Linked DNA regions of Mus musculus: regions 2, 3 and 4 are each linked to region 1. Evidence: chromatin contacts called from public HiChIP or PLAC-seq data. All regions are on one chromosome and are shown on one strand. The core of a region is the stretch at or near the end of the contact, and the rest is flanking DNA. Distances in the headings are between cores, read along the strand shown.

Region 1 (4,761 bases), core at 620-3,119:
GATGGAGCCAAGGGCTTCTGAGTGGTAGGCACGCACTCCACCAGCTGAGCCTCCAAGGAACTTTTTGGCTACTCAAAACAGAGTGCAAGGCTGCATGCCTATGATCCTGGTTTTAGGTGGAGGCATGAGGATCAGGAGTTCAAGGGCATCCTTGGCCTTGTAGTGAGTTTGAGGCCAGCTTGGGCTACAGGAGACCTTCTAAGACAGAGGAAGGGAGGGAAGAAGGAGGGAGGGAGGGAGGGAAGAAGGAGGGAGGGAGGGAAGAAGAATATATTGGACACAGCGGTACCTCCCTGTGATCCTAGCACTCAAGAGGCAGAGAGACAAAAGGATATGGATGGTTCAAGGCCAGCCTCAGCTACAAATAAGATTCTGTCTTTAGGATTGGATGTGAGGAGATCTGCCCCAAGGGATGGAAGGAAGGCTTGTCAAGCAGAACTGGGGAAATGTCTGAGCCTGGAAAGGTCAGGCCCTACAGGGAACTCCTGGTGACCTGTCAAGTGACCTCATAAGCTGCCTTCTATTCTTAATTTTTTTTATTGCATTTATTTACTTATTTTGTATGTGAGGACACCCATGGCACAAGTTTTGACAGCCAGAGGACAACCTGAAGAAGTTGGTTCTCTCCTCTCTCCTGTGGGTCCTGGAGAGCCAACCCAGGTCTTCACGTGTAGCAGAAAGTGCCTTTAGTAACTGAGCCATCTCCATAATCCTAAACTGCTTTCGAAACAGTGCTTGTACCCATAGACTAAGCTGAGCGGTGGTGGCAGACACCTTTAGTCCTAGCACTCGGGAGGCAGAGTCAGGCAGAGCTCTGAGTTCAAGGACAGCCTAGTCTACAGAGTGAGTTCCAGAACAGCCAGGGCTACACAGAGAAACCTTGTTTTGGGGGGACACACACAGACTAAGGAAGCCCTCAGCTTTGACCAGAGAAGGGCTTCTTGAATGGGCAGTGCTTGGGGGGGGGGGGAACTCAGCTGGTCCAAGGGGTGAGAACAGGTGGCTGCTGAATGCCCGGTCCCACCCAGCACGTTGTGTCACCATTCCAAGGCCCAGGGAACATCTGGAAAGAGGGAAGGGAGGAGCAGAATGGGGGTGAAGCATGTGGTGGGCTGTCAATGACTCTTGGTGTCATGAACACCTGGCTGTGACTGCTTACGGGGTGGGGGTATAAGAGAGGGGCATGAAGGTAGGAGAGAGGGGGAACGGGAAAGCAGGCTGTTGCAGAGGAAAGGGTAGTAAGGCGTTGGCTGATCACAGTGTCTTATGAAGCTGCCAAAAGGAAAAACATTTCCGAAAAGCCACTTCTGTTTTATCAGGAAAAAAGTTTCCCCCTTTTTCCTTGGACATGCTATCTTTTAAAGATTTTTTTAAAGTGACATCGTAATTCGTCACATGAACGGATTGGTGAATTTAACGTTAACTCCCATTCATATACTGCTGAAAATGTATCTTAGAAGGCAGACTTGCAATCCCAGCACTTGGGAGACTGAAGAAGGAAGGTGAAGTGTTCAAGGCCAGCCTCAGCTACATAAAAAGCCTGGGCTACATGAGGGTGAGGGGAAGGAGGAGGGGTAAAGAGAGAAAGATTGGGAAACTGAGGCTAAGGTGGTAGCTTTCCTTTCGGGTCATCAAGGCTCTTCGTGCGCCTGACAGGGGGCGCTCTTCCCCAACTCCCTAGCCTCCTCAGCCCGCGCCAGTCAGGGTCCCCCTAAGAAAACCTTGGAGCGATTTTCCTTTTGCGCGAACTCAGCGCCTCCTTCCAACCGCGAGGTCTCAAAGGTGAGCCTCGCACAAATGCCTTGCAGATGTTTCTCCTTCCAGATCGGCTACCGCGGCGCTGCGCGGCGCAGCTCCAGCAGCCGCGCGATCCTGCAGCGATCCGGACCGCATTTTCCTTTCCACCCTCCAACTTTTGCAAGCTGTAGTTATTTGATAATGATTTTTTTTTCAACCTCTCCCAATAATTGTTATCCTCCCCGCCCGGTACAGCTCAGGTGATGGGTGCAGACGGTAGACGCCTCCTCCTCTTCTCTGGCGCGCAGCCCGAGGCCCTGGAGTAAGGAGCCACAACCCAGCCAGCAGAGAAAGCCAAGGTTAAGCGCCCCGGGAGGACCCCAAACGGCCCCCCACGATGCTTTTCTTTGCACCCAATACCCTCCTGAAGCCAGGCCACCTCTCCCTAAGCCTACTCCGAGGTTGTGACTATCTTAGCTGGATGGGTGCCGCAGGCACATGGTTCTGCGGAATCCAACCCTTGGAGTATTGATTGAGGACCTACGGCATTCCCAAGTCCTGAGCAATGAGTTGACTCCCAAAAGCAATCCAGAATGATCCCTGCCTTTGGGGATGCCGGTTCATGAGAAAATCGGGGCTACCATCCTCACCTGGAAAGATGACAAGGCTTTCCCACAAGAGAAAAAGCTTCTCTTGCTCCCTAACTTTCCTTAGCTCCCATGGCCTCTGCAAAGGATCAAGGTCGGCCTGGATGAAAGCTTCCTTAATAAAAAAGGCTCCTCGGCCCGGCATGGTGGCACACGCCTTTAATCCTAGCACTCAGGAGGCAGAGGCAGGTGGATTTCTGAGTTTGAGGCCAGTCTGGTCTACAAAGTGAGTCCCAGGACAGCCAGGGCAATACAGAGAAACCCTGTCTCAAAAAAAAAAAAAAAAAAAAAAAAAAAAAAAAAAAAAAAGGCTCCTCTAAACACGTGGCAGAAAACAAGACCACCAAGGTGGGGCTGGATAGGTCCAAGCTCCCGAGATGAGAGTGGGACCATCCAGTAGAACTCCTATCTCCCCTCAAGACTGTGTATCTGGTCTGTTTAAGGCAAGGTTCACTCTGAAGCCCAGGCTGACCCCTGTCAGCCTGTCAGTTACATGTGTGTACCAGAAGATCATGCTCCTGGGTTTATTACTGTTTTGCTGTTGTTGTTTCTTTTCTGGTTAGAGGGTTCTTAAAATTTATTTGTTCATTTTGAGGGTTTAAAAACAAACAAACAAACAAGCAAAACAAACAAAAACAAAAGAGAAAGAAAAGAAAAGAAGAGAAAAGAAAAGATCACTTTAAGGGAGTAGGGGTAGGGAAAGCTTATGCCAAAGCCGGCCTGTGGAGGTCAGAGGACAAACTCTAGGAGTCAGTTCTTTCCTTCAACCACGTGGGTTCCTGGGATTAAACTTGAGTCGGCAGGTTTGGTGGCAAGCTCCTTTACCCACTGAACCATCCCACCAGCCCTTTGCATGTATGTTTGAAGGGGAAGAGAGCCCTGTGCTGAAAGGAAAAAATGTCTCAACCTCAGCTTGGTTGCATTGCCTAGACAGTCCAGAAAGTTCTGCTAAGCCTAAATGAATTGTAAGTTTGTAAGTAAATGGGGTGGAATTTATTAAGTCCATAGCCAGCAGCAGGGACTTAATGGGGGGAAAACTGAAAGATTAAACAGTTCTACAGGGTAGTGTGGGGTACTCAGAGGAAGCAGGGCACTGGCTGAAGTTTGCTCTCTCCAGGTCTTCTCAGAGACCCCCCTAATCTCTTGAGCCATTGCTCCCACCTTGGGTAGGGGGAATAAAGTCACCAAAGAAACACCTGGCAGGGGGTGAGGATGTGGCTGAGTGAGTGCTTGTCTGATAAGCACAAGGCCCTGGGGTTCTGTGTCAGCGCTGGGGAAGGTGGAGGCAGGAGGCTCTGGACTCCAGTGTCACCCTCAGTGGACACTCATAGTGGGGTTGAAGGTACCCTGGGCTACATGAGACCCTGAGTTTAAAAAAAAAAAAAGTTCTATGGTTTAGGATTTTGTCATTTTTTTGCTTTTCTTTTGGTTTCTTTTTCCAAAATATTTTGAGACAGGGACTTGCTATGTAGCTTAGCCCAGAACTTATGGCAATCCTCCTGAGCCTTCCTGGAATCATTTCAGATGCCCACTATAATGCCAGGCTTGGGGGGGGGGGTGTGTTCGAGACAGGGTTTCTATACAGAGATAGGGTTTCTCTGTATAACCTAGCTGTCCTAGAACTTACTCTGTAGACCAGGCTGGCCTCGAACTTAGGAATCCACCTGCCTCTGCCTCCCAAGTGCTGGGATTACAGATGTGCACCACCACTGCCCGGTAATGCGTGGCTTTTAAATGTTCCTGGGCCTTGTCACATACTCAGGAGCCCTGAACAAACGCCTCCTCCAGGAAGCCTTCCCATCAGCACAGCTAGTTCAGGTCTTCTCTAGACTCACACTCAATTATATATAGCATTGGGGTGGTCCCTGTCTTTTACCTGGAGTTTCAGGGAGAGCTAGGTGTGCTCCCTCCTCTTATTCCTAACATGGAGCTAGCTTGCGTAAGCTCTCCTCTCCGGCAGCTTGTTCCCAGGGCTGCAGAGTCATGGAGTCTGCACAGTATCCTGGAGGCAGAGTCAGGAGGATCGCTGTGAGTCCCTGGACAGCTAAGGCTACACAGAGAAACCCTGTCTCAAAACAAAACAAAACAAAACGAATAATCGATCAGTGAATAAAAGTGAAGGGGGATGGCTCAGTGGATAAAACGCTTGCTACAACCAGCAGAGGACCTGAGTTCAGATCTCTAGCACCTACATAAAAAGCCTGGCACGTCCTTAACAGCAGCTCTGAAGCAAGAGCGGAGGTGGAGCCAGAGGATGCTAAGGAGCGCTGTGGTATGCAGGCCAGAGGAGACGGCCAACTCCAGGTTTAGTCAGAGATCCTTCCTCAAAAGCTGTGGAGATAACTGAAGAAGACCCTGCGTGCTGAACTCTGTCCGC
Region 2 (4,800 bases), core at 1,813-4,312, 70 kb before region 1:
AGCCAGCCACTCCCTGCCTTGTCCCCAGAGAGGGCCTCTGCTCTGCGGCCTGGAAGACTCATAAAAAAGCTCGGCGCAGTGGCTGCCTGCCATTGTGGGAAACCAGAGGATAGTCTTCTTGTCTCAATTAACTGCCATGATGGTGCCTGTCACAGCCCACTGCCCTCCCCACTGCCAGCTTCTCACGCAACCCTAGATAAGTTTGCATGACAGCCTCAGCTGGAGCCCCAGGCCTGGAACCCCAGCAAAGATGAGAACAAGCTGCAGTTCTAGGTCCCCAGCAGGCCCTCAGTCACCAATCTCCTCATATGGAAAGCAGGCAGACACGGTTAAAAGTGGTGCCCTTTCCTGTTCACCCCCAATATACATGTCACATCAGGGCTAGAGACACCATTCTCTGGCTTTACTTCTGAGCTGTACCTTAAGCCCCTCACTGGGGGATTCTAGGCAGGGGCTCTACCACTGAGCCACGCCCCTAACCCTGAGTGGAATAGTCTAGGCAAGGCTCTACTACAATACCAAGGTACAGCAAGCATCAACCCACACATTAGCACTCCTTCACCCTGTGATGGTAGCCAGATCTCAATCTTAAAGGCAAAGGGCAGCCACAGCCCAGGATTTCCCATTCAACCACAGAACCCTCAGGTTCAAGGATGTGCTTAAAGGGGAGCTCTCAGGGGGAAGGAGAGAAGGAAGAGAGATAGCCCTTCTTCAAGGCCCAGGCCTGAGGCTATGTCTCAGGAGTGTGGAAAGTTAGAACTGGATCTATTCAAGTGTTCTTTTTGGGGATCCCTGAGGCAAGTATCATGAACTCATTGCGCCTCCTGACTCTTCATCCCTGAAATGAGCTCCCTGGTCCTTTCCCTGGGAACCACAGTGACTCCACAACAGGACAAGGTAAGCAAACCCCTCTAGCAATGGGATCAGCCACAGTTGATCTCAGAAACCCCATTCCCTTTTAGCACCCCTCTGCCTCGCCCTCACCATCAGCAGAGACCAGAGAGGCAGGGCTGGCAGGGAGAAGGAGGGAAGGTAGGAAGGGGAACTGGGAGTAGAAGGGGTGGGTGGGTGTTATTCTGACAGTGGAATTACAAGGGGGAGGCTTTATGGTGATCCACACTGTGCATGCAGGGTCCAGGACAGTGTACGCAGCAGAGGACAGTGCCTGGGAACCCAAGCATATCTACATCTGCGGTTACGCAAACATGAGGGCCAAGCAGGTGAGTTATCTCCTTCCTATTCCCAGTGCTCCCCTAGGCCCCGGAGAACCTCGCTCACCCTTGAGTTTCTCCCCAAACATGGTCAGGAAGACTGTGAAGTTGATGGGCCCCGGAGCCTCCTTCACCATGGCTTCCAATTCCTCGTTCTTGACATTTATGCGACCTGGAGAGGGGGAGAGGGAGGGTGTGAGGGGCCTGGAGGGACAAGGCCTGTAAGAAGCCAGGGAGAGTCCTGCGGTCTCTCCTGCTTCTATGGGCCAACTTGTCTCCATCTGGCCCTGTGTCCCTGTGTGTCCATTAGGGAGACTTGGTGAAGACACTAGAGTCTACCCGTTAGCGGTCCACCCTTCCCCCACCTTCCCCTCCCCCTCTCGGGCTTCCTGGAAAGCAGAGCATGACTCTCTGGATCTCCCTCTCACAGGTTAAAAAGTGAAACAAAAACAAACAAGCAAAAGCAAAAGGGAGGGAGGGAGGGAGGGAAGGAGGGAGGGAGGGGAGGAGGAGGGGAAGGAGAGGAGGAGGAGGAGAGGAAGAGGAAGAAGAGGAGGAGGAGGAGGAGGAGGAGGAGGAGGAGGAAAAGAAGAAGAAGAAGAAGAAGAAGAAGAAGAAGAAGAAGAAGAAGAAGAAGAAGAAGAAGAAGAAGAAGAAGAAGAAGAAGAAGAAAGAGGAGGAGAAAGGGAGGGGAGGAGGAGGAGGAGGAGGAGGAGGAGGAGGAGGAGGAGGAGGCAGCAGCTGCATAGGGAGCCCCAGGTCTCATGCATTCCTGGGATGCTGCAAGGTCCCAGTAGACACTCAGGATCCCAGAAATTCAAAACTCAATCCACATCGGTACCTTCGTTCAACCACCCTTGCTTCTCCAAACCCAACTTTTGAGACAGCATTTTGTCATGTAATATAGGCAGACACTGAGTCAGAAATCCGCCTGCCCCGGTATGAGAGTGCTGGGATTACAGGCATGTGCTACAGTACCTCTTTGACCTCTCACTACCCCAGGGCCTTTGCACAACATCAAAACAAACAAACAAACAAACCTTAAACTGTCTTTCCCTAGCCACCAAGTCCTCTTGTCACATTGGAAACTTTTCCCTCCCTGGGCTTCCCAGTTCTCAAGCCCCTCACTGTGGCTGCCTTGGTCTGCCCCTCTTCCCACCGCAATCCTTAGCTCTACCCTAAGCGCCAAGCTTCTGCCAGCTGATGCTTTACTCACCCAGTGCAGCAAAGGTGTCCCTCAGGTCCTCCTTGTCAATGAAGCCATCGCGGTTCTGGTCCATGATAGTGAAGGCCTGATGGAGACATTGGCTCTGAACCGCCAGGGCCCACCCAGACCAACAGGTTCCTGCCCTTCTCCCCAGAGTGTCCTTGGCTGTCTGCAGCCATAGAAACCTCAACCTGGAGCCTGTAAGCGCCCAGGTCTCCAATTTAGTCTCATGCGCACTGCATCCTGGGAACCCTCTCTGAACCTCTATCCTGAGAGCTTTGGCTCACAGACAGAAACAGGGGCTCAAAAAGAGACTTTGAGTCTTGGAGATGGAAATTGAGACTCAGAAAGGGAAAAGCATTTCCATGGGTCACACAGAGAGTACAGGCTTGGCTAGAGAATAGAGCCACAAAGGCAGCCATAAGAACTTTGAATGATGACAGTGTGAGCAGTCACGGTGGGCTCCTTGAATAATCCTCCTGTGATGGTCCATCTTTATTATTGTTCATTTGGTTAGATTTAGAATCATCATGGAAACCTCTCTGGGTACGTCTGTGAGGGGGTTTCTAGACTGGAGTGAGGTGGGAAAACCTACCTTAAGTGAGGGCGGCACTATCCCACGGGCTGGGTTTTTGACTGAATGAAACGGAGACATGAGCTGAGCGCTGGCTTTCACCTCTCTTGACTTCCTGCCCCTGGCTGCCGGTGTGTGTGTGTGTAACCAGCTCATGTTCCTGCCCCTATGCCTTCCCCAACCCTCACAGACTGTAGAACTGTGAGCCAGAATTAGGGACTCCTTCCTTCCTTAAATCGCTTTTGTCAGGCACTTTGTTGCAGCAACAAGAAATCTAACTAATATAGACTCCCAGGGTCCCCAGGGTCACCAGGGCCACCAACCAACCTCTTTAAACTCCTGAATCTGGGACTGATCGAACATCGAAAAGACATTGGAGCTGGCTGTGCCTTCTACTCTCTTGCGGGCTCTTCTGGGTGCCTAGGCACAAGAGATAAAACCTGTAGCTGTTGTCTCTTTCAGAGGTCCGAAGTCACCAGTGCCAGCCACGGGTCCCTGAACACCGTGGTCCAGGGAGCTCTGCCCGTCTTCCCCATACAAATAGCAGCCGGCTGAAAGCCCTGTACAGAGTTTCACAAGTGTCAACTGGACAAGACCTAGAGCCACCATGGAGACAAACCTCTGGGCACCGCTGCAAGCAAGTTTCTAGATTAGTTAACTGAGGTGGGAAGAACCACCCTAAGAGTAGGTGGCATCATCCCATGGGCTGGGGTCCTGAACTGAATAAAAAAGAGAGAGAGAGCTGAGTTCCTGCCTTCTCTGCTTTCTGACTGCGGATGCAGATAACCCCACCGGAAGCTGGGCTGTATCCTTGAACACTAAGCCAGAACAAATTTACCTTGCTTTGGTATTTATTTTTTCCCCACAGCTAGAGAGAAGTAACCAACACTTGCTTTTCTCAGTTCAGGAGAGACATCTGCAGAGGGTCCACTGCGCAGGGTGGGGGTGGGGCAGCTACTCATGACTCAGTGGCCCACCCTGCCCAGGCCCCTGGTGCAGGTGGGGTCAGATGGGCTCTTTTCTAGCCTCAGCCCTTGTGTGAGGCTTCCGGATCTCCCACCAGTCACCATCCACTCTGATGAGACCTAGTCTTGTTGTCCAGCTGCTAAAAGCTTCCAGAATATTCCTAGCATACTCTCTCAGCCCCTGCAGTACTTGTTTCTAGACAGGATCTCAGAGCTCCCTGTCCACTCATGTGGGTTCTTTCCCCACCCCAAATCTCTCTTTGAGCTGCCTATTATCCCTAATATCTGGCCCATAGTGTGTGTGTGTGTCCGTGTGTCCGTGTGTCCGTGTGTAAGTTAGACGACAGATTTCAGGTGTTGGTTGTCTCCTTTCATCATGTGAGGGATCAGAGAGACTGAATATTGAATTCAGGTCATTAGACTTGGCAGCAAGCATCTTTTACTGGCTGGGCCATTTTTTAGTTACAGTATTGAGACAAGATCTCTTACTGGACAGAGCTTACCTATTCTACTAGGCTGGATAGCACGCCTCCATGACCCACCATCTCTGTGTCCTCTGGGTTGGTATTTCCTCAGCACTGGGATTCCAAGCACGTGACACCACACCCACCTTTTCTCCACCTGAGTTCTGGAGAATCAAACTCAGGACATTATGTTCACAGAGCAAGCATGTTACCAACACAGCTCTGCCCAGATCCTTAAAAGTGACTCTTAATGTCAGAAAGGAGCAAAAGTCTGGGCCTGGGGTCCCTGCCAGACAGCAGCCATTGCCTAGTCCCCCTAGCTGGGGTTTCCCTAGCTTTGCTCACACTTACTCTAGCACCTGTGTGGTCTCCCCACTCC
Region 3 (4,430 bases), core at 1,552-4,051, 120 kb after region 1:
ACACTCAGCATAATCCATACCTTTAAGCTCATAGTTGCTTTGTTAGCCCTGAGCTCCAATAAACAGTGCAGTCAAGTCTTGGAGGCAGCCATCCTTCAGCCAGCACCGCTCACTTCCATTCTGCACCTTCCTCTAAGGCTGGAAGTGTTTCATTTGTGTGTGCATGCAAATAAAAACGTGTACAAATGTGGAGGGCGGACGACAACCTGAGGTGTTGATCACAGGCTCCTTCTGCCTTTGTTTGAGCTAGGGTAGACCCTCATCAGGTAGTCCAGGAGCTTTCAAGGCTCCACCCGTCTTTGCCTCCCATCTGTTAACATTGGGTGTGTGCTATTTTAGTGCTTGGCCTTTTACAGGGTTCTGAACTCAGGTGCTCACACTTGGAAAGCAAGTGCTATCAGCTAGCACCACCTTAGCCCTTAAGTTCCCTCATGCTAGGCAGGTGCCCTGCCACTGAGCCATAGCTCTGTCACTAAGCTCTCACTAAGTTCTGCAGTCGAATTTATAGTCTTTCTGCTTCCACTTCTCAAGTGCTGTGATTACATGTATACTTTACCAAGCTTTGAGTAGTATTTATTTATTTAAAAAGACCCCAAATCTTTCTCTAGTTGTGGCTGTGAGCAGTACTGAGGTGAAGCACACAGCTCTCCCTTCTCTATCACGCCCACCCAGGAGGAACAGTAGCTCACCCTGTTCCCTGGATAAGGCCTCTCTGGCAGCCCCTAGGGGTCAGGGATCCAGGGGATGAGGTCACAGCAGGAAAAGCAGATGCACTCTGAGTGGGGGAGAGCAGCCCCCAACTCCCCAAACCACAAATGTGTTTTGATAACTAGTAGACTTGGCAAGGGGAGTGATTGGAAACATGTGAGAGGTAACCAGAGCTGCGTTTCAAGTAGTACATATTTGAGACGTTTTCCCCAATGTAAAAGTTACTCTTTAAGAGCCTTAAACTAATAAAAACAAGGAAATTCCATGTTACGGCTGCCACTTGGCCTTTTCATTTTTATTCCAGAAGTCAGATTTGACAGGTCAGCTGCTGACTGGCTCTGGGAGCCCCAGGAACATTTAAGGCAAGGAGGGGACCAGAACGAAAGCTGGCAGCCACAGGGATGGGAAGTTCCCACCACTGTTCACTGCCAGGCTCATAATTCCATTTCACTGTATCCTATTTGTTCGTCTGGGGGTCACTTCCTGTATTAACTGCATTCCCTGAAGCTGGTTCAAGATTCTGATTTAGAGACTGTGCTTGGGTCTTCGCCTGATGCCACTGTGAGTTGTACTTCGGCTGCTGCCTGCTCATCAAGATGGAGGGCTGGGGAGGCGGCTCAGGTAGTAAAGTCCTTAAAACGGAAGCACGGAGAGCTGAGTGTTTGGATCCCCAGCACCCATGGCAAATGCTGGGCGTGGAAGCTTGTGCCTGCAGGATTATAGCACCTGGGAGCTGAAACTAGGGAGCCACTTACCCATTCAGAGAGAGAGAGAGAGAGAGAGAGAGAGAGAGAGAGAGAGAGAGAGAGAGGGAGAGAGAGAGAGGGAGAGAGAGAGAGAGCGCCTTTCAAAAAGCCACATGGAAGGCTTGCAAGATATTTCAGCAGTAAAGGTACTTAATGCCAAGCTGGATGATCTGAGTTCCGTCTCTGGGGCTCAAGTGATGGAAAGGCAGAACCCAAGCCTTCCAGGTCTTCTGACTTTCTTATGCGTGTCCTGTGTGTGCTCACACACATGCACACATGTGTCCTGTGTATGCTCACACACATGCACACATGTGTCCTGTGTATGCGTGTCCTGTGTATGCTCACACACATGCACACACACAAAGTAATAACTTAAAAATAAGTCAATAAATGACAGGGTGGTAAGTAATAGAATAATAAACCCTCAGTGCCTTGCACATGTGCACATCCATGCACACACACACACACAGTTAAAAGTATACATCCCATTCCCTTCTAGCCTCCCCCCCCCCCCAGCCTCCCCCACCCTGTGGGCTCATTGTTGAGCTGCAGCTTTCTTCCCTCTATTCTTGTGGGTTTTCTTGTTTGTTTGTTTGTTTGTTTTATTTTATCTCTTAAACCATTCTTGTTTGTTTTTGAAACATGGTCTTATGTAGCCTAGGTAGGCTTTGAACTCAGTGTACCTGAAGCTGACTTAAACTCTTGGCCCATTTGCCGCCACCTCCAAAGAGCTGGGATCACAGGTGTGCTCCATCATAGCTAGCTCTTTATTGGTTGTTTCTTCAGACAAGGTCTCTCAATGTAACCCCAGTTGATCATGGATTCACAATCCTCCTGCCTCTGCTTTCCAAGCTTTGTGGTCACAGGTGTGTTTCCCCCTCCCTTTCTCAGCAACTGTGACCTAGGAGCTCACTAGTGAAGATGGTGCTTTACCCTGTTTAAAGCAGACCAGGGAAGATGGGTATGGATGAGTGAATCGTGATAAATAATTCTAATGTTTTCGTGAATAAATTGGAGTATTTTCTACATTTGAAACAAACAAACAAACAAACAAACAAACAAAAAGCAGACCTGGCTCTGGCAGTCCCCCTGGTGGGAGGGACTAGTAGGGAAACCCAGAGAGAAAGCTGGGGACACAAAGACAGACCTCATCACAGGACAGATACAGCCCCCGGACTTTAAAATAGGAGGGCCCTGCAATTTGGGGCCAAGCTCTGTGGAAGTGGTGGCCTCTCTGCTGGTGAGGTCCTGCTGGGCTGCGTCTGGCCAGCTGGCTGTACCTGTGAATGTCAGGGTGCCTGACAGTACAGCAGGCAGAGAGCACTGTGTTAGGTTGTCACGGGGATTAAAAACCACAAGGGACATAAAAGATGACTCAGTAAACTGACAGCAGCTATTTTTATTCCCCCTGCCTTCTGGAATCTTCCCTCTTTCCTGTTCTTGGGGCTGCATGTAGCCTCCCTGCTTCCTTTGCTACCTTTGTATCTTCCTGATCCTTGGCAGGAAGCACTTTCTCCGACTCTGCTTGCAGGGGAAGCCCTCTGTCCATACTCACAGCTGGTCCTGATACCTGCTCTTCCTGGAAGAGGTCCAAGCCGTGTAGGCCTTGTGAGTGCCCTGAGGGCCAGGGCAGTTTTGAGGACCTCTATTTCCTTTCTTTACATTCCCTGCTAGGAGCCCAGTCTATAAATAAATCTGCTCCTGAGCCAGGAGGGAGGAAAGTAGGCTCCCCGCGTCATGGACCCAAGGCTGTTCCTCCAGAGTGATGCTCTGAATTCATGCAGTCCCCTTTCATGTCCATACATCTCTGTAACCTTGATGCAGCTGCCTCTGAGACAGCAACGGCCTCTTCCTGTTTGTAGGGTTAAGACAGACTTATCCCAATCCCATTAGACACCCCAGTTCAGACCTTCCCACCACACAGACCATGATATTGCTGTTGGCAAGTGCATGCTGTAAGTGCTATGCAGCCGCACAGGGAGCTCTGGAGAAACCTGCTAGCAGACAGAGCGCTTAGGAATGGGGTCTGCTGGGAACAAGTCTGCAGTCACCTTCTCCTGAAAGTCTTTTTGTGGTTTGTTCCTTTATTTCTTCTGAGGCAGGGTCTCATGTAGCCCAAGATGGCTTCCAACTCACCATGCTCAGGATGTCTTAACTCCTGATCCTTCTGTCTCCACTTCCCCAGTGTGGTGATTTTGGGAATGCATGACCACACCTGGTTTATGAAGTCCTGGGAATGCACTCAGGGTTTCATGGGAACACTCTACCAACCAAGCCATAGCCATAACCCAAGGAACAAATTGCAGTGAGTGTAATTTCCTGCCCCAAGGAGTTTTGATTGGTGATGGGGGTACAGAAGAGACACCTAGGATGTGGGGTCACTTCTGATGGGAACAGGACTGGCTATGACTGAATTAGTATCAGAATAGCCCCCCTCCTCCTCACACACACTATGTGGCAGCAAGAGTTTGTGGTAATTGTGCTTGTTAATTGTCTGTCTCCATCCTTTAGGCAACTCCAGACAGTAGCAGTGACTCATTAGCTAGCTTTGTGTGACTGTAGCTAGGGGACCCGCCAACTTTTGGACAAGCTGGGGTACAGCGGATAAATAGAGTTCCTGTCCTAGGGACTAGTGTGAGTAGATAGGTAGCAGCACTTCCAGGTTTGAAGAGGGCTGGAGGCCATTCTCACTGTGAATTAAAATGGCCCTTAAAACTACTCTGCTTTAGGCACCAGGCCCTGAAAATCTCAAAAATTAACCACAAAAGTAAAGTCAAGGATGGCTCAGCTGGTTCAGAGGTGGCAGTCCTGAACTAAATCCAAGTTCCCCATGAACTCAGGCAAGCAGTTGATAGATGTCTGCTCTGAGTTTGGCTTTTCCGGGGAACAGCTTAGTGTCTTTTTCACTTTGACTTATAACTCCAGGCAGAAACATCTTGAGAGCCTTTCAGAGCTTTTATTTGCTAATTAAAATGT
Region 4 (4,295 bases), core at 678-3,177, 88 kb before region 1:
GTGTGTGTGTCTGTGTCTATGGGTATCTCACAGACAAGAACATGGGAGAGTCCAGAATGCCAAGTGCTGGCTTCCCATCCACTCTGCCCCAAGACTCAGGCCAAGCATTCAGAACTGACAATGGCTGCTGTTATGGTTGGTTATCTTGGCCAGAGCTCAGAGAGGAAGCATTTGCGCCATAAGGAAAATTTGAAGTGCAGAGAAGCATCGAGTTCTGCTTGTGTTTGCATTCAAGCTTCCGGCTTGTAGTCTGTGCACAGTGCACGGTATGATTCCCACCTACCTGAGTCTGGAGCCTTAACTCTTCTTTACAAAAAAAAAAAAAAAGGCTGGGCATAGCAGCTCACACCTCTAATCCCAGCACTTACAGAGGCAGAGGCAGGAGGATCTCTGAATTTGAGGCCAGCCTGGTCTGCAAAGCAAGTTCCAAGACAGTGAGACCCTGTCTTGAAAAAAAAGAAAGTGTTTATTTATTTTTAGTGTGTGTGTGTGTGTGTGTGTGTGTGTGTTATATACCACATGTATGCAGACCCAGGGAGGCCAGAAGAGGAATCTGGACACACACATACACACACACACATACACACACATACACACACACACACATACACACACATGCACACACACACATGCACACACACATACACACACATACACACACATACACACACACATGCACACACACATGCACACACACATACACACACATGCACACACACATACACATACACACACATACACACACATACATACACACATATACACACACATACACACACATACACACACACATATACACACACATACACACACATACACACACATACACACACATGCACACACACACATACACACACATACATACACACATATACACACACATACACACACATACACACACATACACACACACATACACACACATACACACACACACACACACACACACACACCTGCAGCTAGAGTTACAGGTGATTGTGAGTCACTAGACGGAGCTTCTGGGAACTTAACTCGAGTCTCCTACAGGAGAAGCAGCCCTTCCTCACCACATGCTGCATCTCTCCAGCCCTGATATAAAGAGAGAGATGTGTCTCCCGTATGCCACGCTGGTTCTGAACTCCCCGGCTCTGCATTCCTGACTCTCTCACCTCCACCTCATCAGTGCTGATGGAATCCAGGCATCCCTGCCTGCTAAGCAAACCCCCCACCAACTGAGCAGCATCCTTAGCCAAGGACTTTTTTTTTTTTTAAGGATTCATTTACTTAAAAAAAAAAATGAGTCATAGGAGTCTTCCAAACAGTTGCCATCTTGTTGGCTTTTGTATAAGTCATCAGGCTTAAATGGCCAGAAATAAACCAAGTGTGAGGACACAGGCCTGTAACTCCCAGAACTCAGTAGGCTTAGGCAGGAGGAATGTGAGTTCAAGGCCAGCCTGGGATACATCTTGCGATTCTGCCTTCCTCTCCACCTCTACACCTCAGATCTCCCCAACTTCTGCAGAGGAGTGTACTGGCTATTGCCCCGGGGCTCCTCTTCTTGCCCCACTCCCTCTTTACCTGACCAATAACTTATTCACCTTACACTGGCCTTCTATGCCTCTGAGTCTCCAGGGCAGATGTCAGTGCCCAGCAGCAGACAAGCAGATCCAGTGCCTTGCAGGAGTTGGCAACCCAGCTCCCCAGGTGCCCACTGTAGCTCACAGCTTGGATCTCTACAATGTGGCATCCACTCCACAGACCTGCCAGCTAAGACTGCTGCTGCAGAAACATCAGCTGTGACTCGTGAACATGTTTGGCGCCCATCCTGAGTCACTCCAGGACCCACCTGGCCCCTGGCAGGGATCCAGCACTGACGATAATGGCTTTAGGGAGAACAAGAGGCCCATTCATGCATGGCACATGGATAGGGAGAGCCACTTTAAGGTCCATGATGTCATGGAAACCAGACAAGTGGCCCCTAGAAGCCTTTGATGACCCAGTATTGAGGACATAGTTACAAGTCTCGGGTTCCTGGGCTTGGCTGACATTCTGTTCTCTGAACAAATACTTGGGTGCTTATGGGGCAGTATGGGTACACCCAACCTGTTCCCTTTGGGGGGGGGCGCAGAGGTAATCAGTCAGTTCTGGCAAAACTCACTGGTGAGGGGCTGGCAAGATGGCTTTGCAGGTAAATGTGCTTTCTGCCAAACTGGATACTCTAAGTTTGATCCCTGGGGACACACACGGTGGAAGGCTAGATCTGACTTGTCCTTTGATCTCCACAGACATACCATGACATATGTGTGGGCATACAGACACATATGAGGTGGATAAACAATAAATGTAAAAATAAAACAAAATAACAACAACAGCAACAACAACAACAACAACAAACTTCATGGTGGCATTAGATTCCACCCCAGAATGTGTCCACTGAGAGCTAATGTCAGAGGAACTTTGCTTCTAGACTAATGTGTACCTGCATTTTGTCCCTTAATGGCTGCCAGCACCCCTGAGACCTAAAGAGAACAGCTAGAATCTACCAAAACTCCTTAGTCCAGAAACTGCTGGAGGCTATCAGGAACCCATACTGACCCATAAGAGAGGGCACCTAAGGAGCTGAGGAGATGGCTTAGTCAGTAAGGCGCTTGTTTTACAAGCATGAAGACACAGGTTCACTCCCCAGAACTCACATTAAAAAGCAAAAACAAAAACAACCTCCCCCCAAAAAACTGGATGTGGTGTTGCGTGTGTAGAATCCCAGTACTAAAGAAGTAGAGATAGGGGCAGGGTCCCTGTAGCCCACTGGCCACCCAGCCTACCTTAATCAATGAGCCCTAGGTCCTAGCATGAGACCCTGTCTCAAACAAGTAAGATCAGCAGTGCCTATGAAATGATACCCAAGGTTGACCTCTGGCCTCCACAGTCATGTGTACACATATGCAGGCACAGTGCACACACATCACATGCTCTCCACAAGAACATATCTCTCTCTCTCTCTCTCTCTCTCTCTCTCTCTCTCTCTCTCTCTCTCACACACACACACACACACACACACACAAGGAACCCAGACAGCCAAGCGACCAATTCCCTCTGCCCTCTTGGGATGGCTCCACAGCTCCACCCTTGAGGAAAGGCTAGCAACCTCTAGTGTTTCCAGTCCTTACAGGGCAAGGGCTGGCATCTCTCTGTGCATATCAGTGGCCTCTGTCACCACCTTTGCAGACTGGAGTATAAGCTCCTATCTGTCCCCTCTGGGGAGTCAATGCCCTCATATACACTCCTGGGGCCTTGAAGACTCCTAACCCCGTTCACATGACCATTCAGCACTGACTGGAGGCCCCAGATCCTGTCTTCTGATTCTGGGAGCCTCGCTTAATCCTTCTCCCACTCCTACCTCTTGAGCAGCTGCAGCAATGACAGGCTGGCTACTGGCTCCCTGACAGCCTTGCTCACCAGTACCTAGGCTGGTTTCCTTCTCTTCCAGCTATAAGCAGTTCTCTATCTCCTCTACCCTTGGGACTCTGCATATAAGAGTCACATCTCTGTCCCGAAAAAAAAAAAAAAAAAAAAAAAGCCACACCATGGGCTACTGACAGATGCAGTCTTTGCTTTCTGAACATATGTCACTCTCAGACAGCCTCTTGCTGCTTCCTGTCCACCAATTATACTTTCTGATGCGTCTTTTTGTCCACTCTGATGTCAACTGCTCTGCATCACTACACCTTTCCCACCGTGACCACACCAGCAAGAAGGCAGCAGGACAGCACCCTGTGAGCAGGAAGACAAGCTGAAGGCCTCGCACAGCAGGGTGCCTCGGGCAAGCCTTAGTTGGAACACGGAATCCCTTCCACAGGCCGAGAGCTAAAGCCTACATCCCCAGGTGGTGGTGCTACTTGGTGGGGGGGGGGGGGGGGGAAGCATTGGAGGAGGCGGGGCTTATACTGGAGGAAGTAGGCCACTGGAAGTGGATCCTTAGAGGTATTTTGTTCCCGGAACCCTTTTAAGGCTCCAGTAAGAAGAAGCTGCTGAGCTGGGGAAGGTGGGGTGGCGCGGACATGACTTCCAAGAGAGGTGGAATATCACCAAGCTGAATCAGGCTAGACTCCAGGATGCAGACTCCCCCACTGCTTGGGGGTGGGGTGCGGATGAGAATTGTCCCGAGCTCCTGGTTCCCATTGTATGTCCTCTACCTTCCCACCCACAGTAGCGTGAGAAGCAGGACAGGGCTTAGACAGTAGAAGCGGCCGAAAGGACCCTGACAATTCACTTGCCACACAGGAAGCCAGCCATCACAGAGAGAAGAGCTGTTCAGG

Evidence for each region. HiChIP or PLAC-seq counts read pairs in DNA pulled down with a chosen protein or histone mark.
Region 2: an H3K4me3 HiChIP or PLAC-seq map of the 230-238 cell line shows a contact between it and region 1, with 48 read pairs. The contact joins the promoter of Myl10 here to the enhancer-like site in region 1. A contact is called at or near these places in 3 of 39 promoter capture datasets (the 3T3-L1 cell line, the C10 cell line and pre-B cells), 1 of 15 datasets of contacts at CTCF or cohesin (large pre-B cells), 23 of 484 Hi-C or Micro-C datasets (B cells, CD8 T cells, DN3 thymocytes and 14 more), 5 of 115 datasets of contacts at active chromatin or transcription factors (the 230-238 cell line, CD8 T cells, DN3 thymocytes and 2 more) and 2 of 9 other capture datasets (adipose tissue and pancreatic islet).
Region 3: an HNF4G HiChIP or PLAC-seq map of pancreatic cancer cells shows a contact between it and region 1. The contact joins two enhancer-like sites. A contact is called at or near these places in 1 of 39 promoter capture datasets (liver), 3 of 484 Hi-C or Micro-C datasets (the AML12 cell line, the G1E-ER4 cell line and Sertoli cells) and 4 of 115 datasets of contacts at active chromatin or transcription factors (bone marrow-derived macrophages, embryonic stem cells, kidney and 1 more).
Region 4: a contact with region 1 is called in an H3K27ac HiChIP or PLAC-seq map of large pre-B cells, with 2.7 times the contacts expected there. The contact joins two enhancer-like sites. A contact is called at or near these places in 2 of 39 promoter capture datasets (the 3T3-L1 cell line and the C10 cell line), 20 of 484 Hi-C or Micro-C datasets (B cells, the C10 cell line, DN3 thymocytes and 11 more), 4 of 115 datasets of contacts at active chromatin or transcription factors (DN3 thymocytes, T-cell acute lymphoblastic leukemia, embryonic stem cells and 1 more) and 1 of 9 other capture datasets (adipose tissue).

The regions. Positions count from the first base shown.
Region 1 is chr5:136,620,364-136,625,124 of GRCm38.p6, reverse strand. No RefSeq gene overlaps it. Among named protein-coding and RNA genes, the nearest start is that of Gm38722, 9.6 kb to the left of the region's middle. Within about 2 kb of position 1,869, at least 141 of the 459 cell types and tissues checked have an H3K27ac peak or open chromatin away from gene starts, as enhancers often do. A contact at or near this core is called in the 230-238 cell line, CD8 T cells, DN3 thymocytes and 11 more, where this site is marked.
Region 2 is chr5:136,691,938-136,696,737 of GRCm38.p6, reverse strand. It overlaps Myl10 (myosin, light chain 10, regulatory), which reads right to left and starts at 3,062. Exons shown (of 6, transcript NM_001303021.1): 1 at 3,014-3,062; 2 at 2,428-2,503; 3 at 1,279-1,383. The coding sequence starts at 2,491.
Region 3 is chr5:136,499,087-136,503,516 of GRCm38.p6, reverse strand. All of the region lies in intron 1 of Cux1 (cut-like homeobox 1), which reads left to right. Among named protein-coding and RNA genes, the nearest start is that of Cux1, 66 kb to the left of the region's middle. Within about 2 kb of position 2,801, at least 101 of the 459 cell types and tissues checked have an H3K27ac peak or open chromatin away from gene starts, as enhancers often do. A contact at or near this core is called in bone marrow-derived macrophages and pancreatic cancer cells, where this site is marked.
Region 4 is chr5:136,708,548-136,712,842 of GRCm38.p6, reverse strand. No RefSeq gene overlaps it. Among named protein-coding and RNA genes, the nearest start is that of Myl10, 17 kb to the right of the region's middle. Within about 2 kb of position 1,927, at least 15 of the 459 cell types and tissues checked have an H3K27ac peak or open chromatin away from gene starts, as enhancers often do.